Linked DNA regions of Pan troglodytes: region 2 is linked to region 1. Evidence: chromatin contacts called from public HiChIP or PLAC-seq data. All regions are on one chromosome and are shown on one strand. The core of a region is the stretch at or near the end of the contact, and the rest is flanking DNA. Distances in the headings are between cores, read along the strand shown.

Region 1 (5,497 bases), core at 1,001-3,500:
TTGGAATCAGCGTACACCCCTACTCCTCATGACACAAGTCATCAAACCAACCAGGGCGTCAAAATCTTATTTATAAGCTAAGAGCATCCATCCTTCTGCAGTTTGCAGAGGGCTCCTCATACATGGCAGCGCTTCCTGTGACAATCCCAGAGGGTCCAACTGGAACTGGAAAGTGCACCATTCCCAAGGCGCAGTGGGAGCTCGCTCTGGGAAGAGTTTCTTCCCTCTCTGCGGAGCCTTCCAGCCGCTCTTACAAGGAATTTCTCATCCCTGCCGTCGGCTTGGCCAGCAGCAGCCGCGGGGCTGCGCCAGTGCCCGCCTCTGGCCAGGGGTTCCCGCGCCTCGAGCAGCTCCCTGGGCCCTTCTACGGGAAGAGGGGATCACGGCGCCCGCGACATCCAGGAGCTCGGACGACCGCAGCCTCACCACTAACCCCCAACAAAGGTACAGCGGGAGTCCAGGCCGAGATAAAATTCCCTTCCCAGTCCGCTGGAGAGACAACTGGCCGCGGCTGCCCTCTGCTCCGCTCCCGGCTGTCCCGCAGCTGCGAGGCCGGGGCCAGAGCGCTCCCTTCCGGGCGGGTATCGGAGCCGCTGCGGCGCCGACCGCCCTTCATGCCCGGGCCGCTGGAGAAGGCGGAGCGAGCTCGCAGCTGCTAACCCCCGAGGGGCCGCCTCGCTGGCGAGGGGAGCGGGAGGAAGGTCCGGATTCCGGTGGCAGGAACTGGGGCTCTGGGCCACCGGTTCAGGCTGCCCCAGGAAATGCCTGCTTTGCGGTGCCGCAGAGGGTATAGAGGAGCTCGGCCCCAGAGGGTGGCTGTTGGGGAGGCGGAGCTGGCCGCAGGCTGGAGCAGCTGCGGAGCCTCCCATCCCGAGCCTAGAATCGGAGAAATTTCAGGCGGAAAAATACTGCGGGGATCTTTTGGCTCAAGTCTCCCATTCTACAGATGTGAAATTTTAGAGTGACCCGACTGGGGTCGCACAGAGGGCTGTTGGCAGCAGGACCTGGGGGAAGAGCGAGAGGAGAGGGCCCCTGTGGCGGCCCTGTCCTGTCCTAAAGGAGAGGGGCTGCCTCCCAGATGAGAGCCCTGAGAGGCCGTAGCTGCGTACCCTATTCGGTAATACCAAATAAACCAACCAAAATAAAACATAAACCTTATAGACGTGCTGAAATACAATTCTCTCCTTTCTACATTTCCGAATACAAACATTTTGAATGAGTTTATCAGAGGTAAACCTTTCCCTCGGTTTTAGTGGTGGCAGTTTGCTGATGCCCAGGGTCCAAGCGTGGGGAGCCCCGCACTGCTGAGCAAAGGTTAAGGGCAGAAGCTCAAACTGGGTTCACGGTTAATTTGGCTACCAGCTCTGTCCAGGTTTGAGCCTTGGGTTCTGCATCTGCGGAATGGGAAGACGGTTGGGAGAGATGGCCCTTGCCAAGGGTGGACCGAGAGCGACCGCCGCGCGTGGGAATTTCACGGCACAGCCTGAGACTCTCTAGAGCAATGGGAGGATCAGCTAGGTGGGCAAAAGGGCCAAAGCGTCAGTTCGCCGCCCAGGTCGTCCTCTGGCGCCGCTTCCCAGCCCGCCCAGGTGCTGTCCAGGCCCCAGACGACCCTCCGACCTTGTGCCGGGAAGGCCCCGCGGCGCGGTGCGCACCGCGAACTCCCCTGTGGTTCTCAATAGTTGGAATTGAAAGGATGCCGGGTGGGTCCGGCCCGAGACTTAGCTGTGGGAGCTCAGCTCTGCGCTGCAGTCAGAGCAATTTCCGACGCCCACATCTTTACCTCTACTCCCTCCTTCCCTCAATCCACCCCCGGAAAAAAGAAACGCCAAATGTATTCAGCTGCCTCAATTTGTAATTGCTCACTTATTAGACTTTACTAATCCTCAGGACAGGGACTTTTTATATTGGGATTGTCAAAATCCTTAAAACACTGAAAGACTCACACCCAGGCAAGCCTGAAGTTAGCCACGTGGGAGCTACAGTTCGCCTAACACACACCTATACAACATGAATTTTCCGCCTAAATAACATAAAATTTGAAGACACTCCCTACGGAGACACTATTTTCTCCTCACATTTCCAAATAGAGTCGGGCTAGTGCTCAGAAATATATTTGTTCTCATGTTTTAGAAGTTTAAAATAAATGGATTAGATTATAAAATTAAGAGCGAATAAGTCACTTCGAAGAACAAACACAACGTCCCAGAGAGACACGGAAAGAAAAGCTAGAAAGAAGTTATTGCTGAGAATATAAAAGCGGGAGGGAAATCCTCTGCCTAATTTATTTCTCCCTCAACAGTTTTGTAAGAAAACGTTTTGGGCTCAAAGTAGTTGCAAAGAAGTCTCCCGTAGCACAGCCGGGGCGCACGGGTCCGGTGCTCGCAGCTGTGCTATCTGAATCCTCTCTGGCCATTACCGCTGCTCAGGCACATTTTCAAACCAGGGGTGCTAACGTCAATCTGGCTTTCTCCGTTTGCTTCCGACGAGGGGGGACCGGACCCAGGGTGGGGCTGCGTAAACTCGGGGACACTTGGGAACATTTACTCAGGAAGTGAGAGGGGCCGGCTGCTGGTGGCTGGTCCTGGACAGCGTGGTCGAGGGACCAGGGCTCAGGTCGGTTCCGCTGCGCCCGCCGTCGCCGACAGTGAAGTAAGTACAGTGCGGGCGGCGGCTCCCGGTGAGTCACTTCGTGAGTGACACTCAGCCCCGGGGGTCGCTCTGGGGTCGGAGTCGGAAGGAATGTTCTGTCCCCGGAACCGCTTGCAGCCAGGAGTTGGAGGCCCTCTGGCCCCGCAGAGGCTGGGTTATAGGCATCGAAAACTTCCTGAACACGACCAGTATGAATTTGATCTCGAGCTTCCGAACTCCAAACGCCTGGGCAAGAATTCAGCAAAGCGCAGCACCGCTCACCCGCACTTCCCCCAGCTAGCGGTTGCTGTTTCTTGGAAGACGCGTTTATCCGCCCCAGTCCCGGGTGGGTGGGTCATTTTGCCAAAGAAAATGTGGTTGGGGGTGACTTCGAGTAGACTTTCACTATTAAATAAGTGCACCTCAGTGATGGATTTGTTCCAAATTGATGTTTGACTTTTAAAAAAGCGATGGCGAATGACAACACGAAACAATCAGTGTCACAGGTTAGCAAATCACACTGTCTCCTAAATTAAGGCAAATGTTGGCTTTATATCTATTCAGGAAAAAGGGGGAGATGGAAAGTTTTCTCAAACCTAACGTCTCCAACAAACTCATATCCAGATAAAACTTCCTACACATGACTCCCACGCACATGTTTCGACCAGGAAACTTTTGTTTACCAGACTCTCTTCCTGGTAATTTCTCCTGTCTCTTTTCCCCTCCCCAACCTACTTTCGGCAGTTTGGAAGGCTGGAGATTTTTGTTAAGGACACTTTACACTAATCTCAGTTAACCGGCAGGCCAAGCTAACCTGGCAAAGAATAAGAAGGAAAGACACACACACACACACACACACACACACACACACACACACACACACACACAAGACAGCGATTTCCAAACATCCTTTCTACTTAAACTTCCTAATCCCGTGCCTGTCCCAGAAGGGTCTCCGAATGAGTCCCCGGCGTGGGTTGGCGGGGGGGGGGTTCCAGTGCCTAGTGCATCTCCGACCCTGCTCTCCCTCCTCCAACCGCCTCCCTACTCTGCAACACGTAAGCATCACGAAACCTCCTGCGAAACATCTGGATGGGGACTCGTGTCCCAACATCTGGGCAACTACCGCCAAGGCTGGCTTCTAGGGAACGAGTGCGGAAATGCGTGCGGGTGTGGGAGCGCACCACTCAGTAGGGTAGGACCTCTCCCAGCGCTAGGTCACTGCAGCATTCTTCCCACCATCTGCTCCTGTCACCAGCCCCTAACTCCGCCCCTCTGGGCCCGCCCCTTGTTCCGAAGCCAATAGCAACCCCTGACCGCCCTACACCGCCCAGAAGCCTTTCCACACCCCCTCGTCCTGGGAGCGGGTTGGCTGCTAAGCTCTCGGAGAAGCTTCTGTATTTGCATGGCGTTCGGGGTTTTTGGTAGGTAGAGCAGCCCGTCACTCTGGAAGGCCGGGACCGCCCACTCCACCTCGGTCCACAGCTCTCTTCCTGCGCAGTTCGCCTCCGCAGCCTCTGCGGGGAGGTGCCGGGGCTGCTCGAGGCTCAGTTCTTAGGACTGCAAGGAGGCAGCCCCGGCGTGCGGCGGTGCGCACAGTCTAGAGTGGCCAGGGCGCGAGAGTGCAACGTCCTCCTGGCCCCGAGCGCGTCGTCGCGCCCCGGGAGCAGACCCTCGCCCAGCAGTTACCGCCGTCCCGACTTTCCGTTCCAGTAGCAGCTCCTGCCGGGCAACATGTCAAGAGCCGCCGCCGCTACAGCTGCCGCCGCCACCTGGGGAAGAGCAGCAGCAGCAGCGGCGGCCGCGGGCACACGGGGGCAATAAACCGAGCCACCCGGGCGTCCAGCGTGCCGGGGAACCCTCTCTGCGCTCACTGCCCGGCGGGACCCACGCCATGTGCTGAGCCATGCCCCTGGCCGCGCCCGCGGGCAGCGCATGGGGCAACGCCTGAGTGGCGGCAGATCTTGCCTCGATGTCCCCGGCCGGCTCCTACCGCAGCCGCCGCCGCCCCCGCCGCCGGTGAGGAGGAAGCTCGCGCTGCTCTTCGCCATGCTCTGCGTCTGGCTCTATATGTTCCTGTACTCGTGCGCCGGCTCCTGCGCCGCCGCGCCGGGGCTGCTGCTCCTGGGCTCTGGGTCCCGCGCCGCACACGACCCGCCAGCCCTGGTCACAGCTCCGGACGGGACGCCCCCCAGGCTGCCGTTCCGGGCGCCGCCAGCCACCCCACTGGCTTCAGGCAAGGAGATGGCCGAGGGCCCTGCGAGCCCAGAGGAGCAGAGTCCCGAGGTGCCGGACTCCCCAAGCCCCATCTCCAGCTTTTTCAGTGGGTCTGGGAGCAAGCAGCTGCCGCAGGCCATCATCATCGGCGTGAAGAAGGGCGGCACGCGGGCGCTGCTGGAGTTTCTGCGCGTGCACCCCGACGTGCGCGCCGTGGGCGCCGAGCCCCATTTCTTCGATCGCAGCTACGACAAGGGCCTCGCTTGGTACCGGTGAGTTTCCCTGCCAGGGGCAGGGTCTCCATCATCGATTCAGACCCTGAGCTAAGGGAGACATGGCGTATGATAGGGAATTGGCAGGGTTACAGCTTCGGACCACCCGGGGTAGGGCAGGGAAACTACCGCAGATTGCGCAGCGCATCCTGTCCGGGTGCGGTGAGGGTTGCGCTCCGCTTGGTTCTCGTCACAACCCACAGAAAGTTCTCGCGGAGCACTGGTGCCCTTGAATTAATCAGGCGATCTCGCCGCAAAGAAGAAGGGCAGCGACTGAGACCGCCCTCAGCAAAGCGAGCCACCCTCTAACCATGGGGGTATCCGACTCGAATCGTATTTTATGACTCGTTTTAAATTTTTTCCTCCCGGAGCCCGAG
Region 2 (5,497 bases), core at 1,333-3,832, 230 kb before region 1:
CACCACGGCCAGCTAAGTTTTGTATTTTCAGCAGAGACAGGGTTTTGCCATGTTGGCCAGGATGGTCTCAAACCCCTGATCTCAGGTGATGAGCCCACACTGGCCTCCCAAAGTGCTGGGATTATAGGCATGAGCCACCACGCCTGGCCTCTAATTTCTACAAATAAATAAAAACCTATGCATTCATTTGTGTACTTGGCCTTACCTTGTGCCCATTTTTGGAAAAAAATTTAAAACAAAGGAAATATCTGTTGGTCAAGAAGGTGCATGTCTATTAAACCCCTTGCCTATCATAAGCCTAGAGAACTTGGGAGTTAGTGAAATATAACATTCATGTTAATCAACCTTTTAGACATGGTTGTGTTGTGAAGTAAAAGCTGGAATCCAGTATTCTCAGTTCTGTATATCATTATCACCAGCGGTGCTTTAAAGAGAAAATTACAGGTCTCTCTACATCTATCATACACCTCTTCAGATTCAGTGGGTCTAGAGGTGGCTTAGACATCTATAATTTTTTAAAGTCCTACATTTGATTCTGATAGGCTGCCAAGGTGAAAAACACTAAGTTTTATAAATCACAGAAGTTATGACTCTTCAAGATGCTTAGGTGAGTAACGCCTTATGGCATGGTGAAAATAACACTCTCACAGGTTTCAGGGACTCAGGTCTTGGTTCCGGCACTCAACAGCTAGGTAACTTTGAGCAGATTACTTAAAACTCTTTGGGCCTTAATGTGCCAGACTTAGAGAGGCTAACTTTTGCTCTAGGTTTAAACAACAAGTGTTTATAAAAGCACACGGAAAATTATAAAGAGTTCAAAAACTTTTAACGTAGTACTTAATGCTATTTTCCTCTTTATGGAGTGTCCTTTCCCTTTCTTTTATGCTGTAAAAATCTTTTTTTTTTTTTTTACTTTAAGATCTAGGGTACATGGGCACAACGTGCAGGTTTGTTACATATGTATACATGTGCCATGTTGGTGTGCTGTACCCATTAACTCGTCATTTACATTAGGTATATCTCCTAATGCTATCCCTCCCCCTCCCCCCACCCCACAACAGGCCCCAGTGTGTGTGATGTTCCCCTTCCTGTGTCCAAGTGTTCTCATTGTGTATGCTGTAAAAATCTTACTGTTCCTTCCAGAGCACCAAGTTTAGATCTCTGAAGCTTTCCTTAAACCAACTGCACAGAAATGTTACCTCATCAGGGTTTCTGCAGCACTTTGTATACTACTCCTATCACACTGATAGTGACAATCGACAGCCTCTTGTCCCCTCATTGGTCTAGTGTTAAGCTCCTACAGAATCGGGCGGGGGGTGTCTTAATCTCTTCAGCGTCCCCTGTGCCTAGCAATGTTAGTTGAGGTGAACCAAAACGGCTATCCTCTCATCATTGAAAACACAGGAAAAAATGGCCTTTTTAGAACCCAATTACCTATTTTTTCTCTTCTTTTTCAAAAGCGGAATCTTTTCTTCAATCTACTTTTTACTAGTGGAACCCCAATCTGAAAAGAAGATCGAGGGGTTGGGGGATGCTGAGATCTACCCCGGTAATCACAACACTTATGATAACACAGGTAATAATCTATTAGTGCCTGTACCTAGTAGGTGTCTGGCTACCCATGAAACACATTTATCTAATTCTCTCAACCTCTTATAAAAGATGTACCATTATTACTCCATTGTATTGCTAGATAACTGAGGTTCAGAGGACTTAGGTAATTTGCTCCAACAAGGTCACAAGGCCAGAACTAGAATACGGATTTCACTCCAGACCACCAAATCTGAACCTCTACATGCAATCTGGAGATATCTGGATGATTCAGTTCCTTTAGTGTGGCTCAGAAACAAGTAACCCGGAGTTCCTCTGGGCTCCCATTTGATAGAGACTATGGTAAAGTGTAATTGATTAGACGTGGAGGTGGAAGCATCCCCACGAGAACCATTTCCTCATGATGCTCCTGTCACCGGGAAGTGTTCTAATTTTAACTTTATTTTTATTTTAAAATTTATTTTTAGAGACAGGATCTCACTGTGTCGTCCAGACTGCAGTGCAGTGGCGCAATCACTGCAACCTCGACCTCCCAGGCTCAAGCGATCCTCCCGCCTCAGCCTCCTGAGTAGCTGAGACCACAGGCACGCGCCACCACACCTGGCTAATTTTACATTTTTTGTAGAGGCGGGGTCTCGCTTTGTTGCCCAGGCTGGTCTCGAGTTCCCAGGATCAAGCGATCCTCCTGCCTCGGTCTCCCTAAGCACTGGGATTGCAGGCGTGAGCCACAGCGCCTGGCCGCTGTAACTTTAAATTGGCCGGGAGGACTCTGCGGCCCAACCCTGCCCACCTCACCCGGTCACCGGAGGATGCCTGTCAACTTCTGGGAGCTGCAAGCGTGGGCCGGCCAGTCGTCCGCGCGCGGCTTTTTCATCAGGACAACGGAGGCACACCGTGCTTTGCGGTTCCCGGAAGTCCTTCAGGCCTCAGACCTGTCAGCCCGCCACACTCCAGCCAGTCCCTTCCGATCACCTCCAGACACCACGCTCTCCTTTCCGAGCCCGCCCGCCGGAAGTGACGGCCCGGAACTACTCCCACAGGGGGGCGGGGAAGGAAGATGGCGGCGCCCAGCGTCCCGTGAGGAGAGAGGACACAGGGATCCCGGGGAGCGGCCCCAGACTCGTAAATTATGGCCGCATCTCCGCACACTCTCTCCTCACGCCTCCTGACAGGTACTGTACCCGCCTTGGGCACGACCTTGGGGGAAATTCTTCTCTTATTACCACGTGCGAGGCCGTGGTTCCGGCTGGCTGCAACCTTGGGGAGCCCTTGGCGAGGTTGGCCGGCCACCGGTGTGGTGGGGGAAATGACCTCTGGAGTAGCTTGGAGTGAAGAGGCCACGGAGCTAGGGTCCAGTCTTGCACTGTGGCTTTAGTGGTCCACACAGCCTCCTCCATCCGGCTTCTGCGGAAGAGCGGTGTCTTCCTGCTTCTTTAGGTTTTCAGATAGCGGAAGCTGGAGGAGAGGGCAGAGCAGAACCTTGGGGTTCCACAGTCCTCCTTATCAGAGCCTCAGCTTCTAGCCACTGGCTTGCAATGACAAGGAAGGTGCTTTGCTTCCACTCAGAAGCCTTGTTCCAATATAAAGGGTCATGATGACAACGGTGATGATAATGACAGTTGCAGACAGCGGAGTGTAGTCTCCATCAGACTTTTGTCTCTGTACCGCCAGAATGGTCTTTAATATCCTTTCACTCGAAGAAACTAATGACAAATGTATATTGGAGCTGGAATGTTCTTCCTTGACTCTTGGTAATGGCTCATCTCAAATGTCACCTTTTCAGAGAGGCCTTTATAGAGACCACCCTATATAAACTAGGGCCCCCTACTTCTTTCTTTTCACATCATTCCATTTATTTCTTTCATTATGGTTAGCACAGTCTATACTTGTTTATTTATATACTCGTTTATTATTTGTTTTTCCCAACTAGAATATAAACCTTGTGATGGCAGGGACAGTGTCCATCTGTGTTTCCAGTGCCCAGAACAGTACTTAGTGTACATTGTTTGCTCCCAATAGTTATTTGTGGATGGATGCAATTTGTCCCCATGGAGATCTTAAAGAGGACGTTAGATGATTAACTAATGGGTGTGTGAGGAATGTGATGCCGGTGGTGCATATTAGAGGCCAGATAAGAGAAGCCAGGGACTGCCTTTTGATCACATCCCAGAAACATTTTTCAGTTGTCACCTACCACACACAAGCTCTCTGCACCATCTGGTGATGTTGACACTGTGACTCCATGAAATTGCGTTCTTCGTTCTTTTTCGTAAAGTTATTTTATGGCTGTCTTCTGGTCTGTGTGATTCCAGGGCAATTCATTTGACTTTTCTGGAATTGAGTTTACTCATCTATAAAATGACGTAATTGAAGTAGGTGATCTCAAAGGTCCTGTTTGGTTTGTAAAGTGGAGAGGTAGAATAGATGAAACAGGATTGGCTAGGGTCTGGTAATTGTTGAAGCTTGGGGATAAGTAATGGCGGCTCATGGTACTCTTCTGCTTTTACACATGGCTGTGATTTTCCATAATGAAAAGTTGTTGTTTGTTGTTTTTTAAAGTCCTGTGATTCTTTTTTGAATCACTTCTTTGTTACATTCTACCATCCCTGACTGTGAATGTTCTTTGATCCTGATCCTGGGCACTCATTCTCAGAGAACTCATCCTTTTCTGTTGCTTCAAATATCTTCTCTGTATGGAGGTTTTTCCAGCATGCATCCTTCAGATTAGCTGTTTTTCTGCCTTTCCATTCTATATTGTCAGCTATAGGACAATTCTGCTTGACTACTGTGAATTGCCCAGTTCCAGTAGGTGGGCTGCATGTGGCCCATATGGTTTGTTGCTGCATCAGTCTTTGCAGTGGTGGTATGGAAGGAATTAATAGACAGCTTACTCCCTGAAGCTGTGAACATGATTGCCAAAAACTCTGCTAGTAAGTGGTCTGTATAACTTCCTGTGATCCATTTGGAAGATCTACTAAGAGAGCTTGATGGGGAAGCAGCATGGTGGGACAAGGTGGCAGAGAAGGTAAACTGGGACAGTGTTAGTGATCGAGTAGTATCATGCCTGATTTTGCTTCTAAAAGTTCTAAGTATTTTACAGCCATTTAAAAACTGTCATCACTGGCTGGGCGCAGTGGCTTACACCTGTAATCCCAGAACTTTGGGAGGCCAAGGCAGGTGGACCACTTGAGGTCAGGAGTTCAACACCAGCCTGGTCAACATGGTAAAATGCCTTCTCTACTAAAAATACCAAAAGAAAAAAAAAAAAATTAGCCAAGTGCAATGGTGTGCACCTGAAATCCCAGTTACTTGGGAGGCTGAGGCAGGGGAATCGCTTGAACCCAGGTGGCAGAGGTTGTAGTGAGCCAAGATCGTGCCACTGCACTCCAGCCTGGGTGACAGAGTGAGACTCCATCTCAAAAAATAAAAAATAAAATAAAAAATGTCAGCATTTTTTAGCTATTTGTCTCCTTACCTAATTTTAAACGTCCTAAAATCAGGAGCCAGTGTTGATGGTGAATAATAGATATGGTCTTATGCTTCCAGAATTTTAATGTATCTATTATAATCTTTGTGTATCTCCAAACTTACATTTGTTTACACAAGGCTGAAATGTCTTTCAGTTTCTAGGCACTGGTTCATAAAAATGTGACATGTTTCAACGAAATGAAATGTCAGTTTCATAGCTGTTTTTTCTTCTTACTACCATTCTGTAAAATCTCAGTTTGACCCACGTAATCTTTTTTTTGTTGTTGTTGAGATGGAGTTTTACTCTTGTTGTCCAGGCTGGAGTGCAATGGCACAATCTTGGCTCACTGCAACCTCCACCTCCCAGGTTCAAGCAATTCTCCTGCCTCAGCCTCCTGAGTAGCTGGGATTACAGACGCCCACCACCACAGCCGGCTAAGTTTTGTATTTTTAGTAGAGACGGGGTTTCACTGTGTTG

Evidence for each region. HiChIP or PLAC-seq counts read pairs in DNA pulled down with a chosen protein or histone mark.
Region 2: a contact with region 1 is called in an H3K4me3 HiChIP or PLAC-seq map of stem cell-derived excitatory neurons, with 5 times the contacts expected there. The contact joins the promoter of COX10 here to the promoter of HS3ST3B1 in region 1. A contact is called at or near these places in 1 of 7 Hi-C or Micro-C datasets (stem cell-derived neural progenitor cells) and 1 of 1 datasets of contacts at active chromatin or transcription factors (stem cell-derived excitatory neurons).

Annotation. Positions count from the first base shown.
Region 1 is chr19:56,396,557-56,402,053 of NHGRI_mPanTro3-v2.0_pri, reverse strand. HS3ST3B1 (heparan sulfate-glucosamine 3-sulfotransferase 3B1) reads left to right here and starts at 2,250. Exons shown (of 3, transcript XR_675343.5): 1 at 2,250-5,120.
Region 2 is chr19:56,628,675-56,634,171 of NHGRI_mPanTro3-v2.0_pri, reverse strand. It overlaps COX10 (cytochrome c oxidase assembly factor heme A:farnesyltransferase COX10), which reads left to right and starts at 2,582. Exons shown (of 7, transcript XM_024350477.3): 1 at 2,582-2,723. The coding sequence starts at 2,681. It overlaps LOC107969247 (a long non-coding RNA gene), which reads right to left and starts at 2,567. Exons shown (of 7, transcript XR_010153264.1): 1 at 2,347-2,567.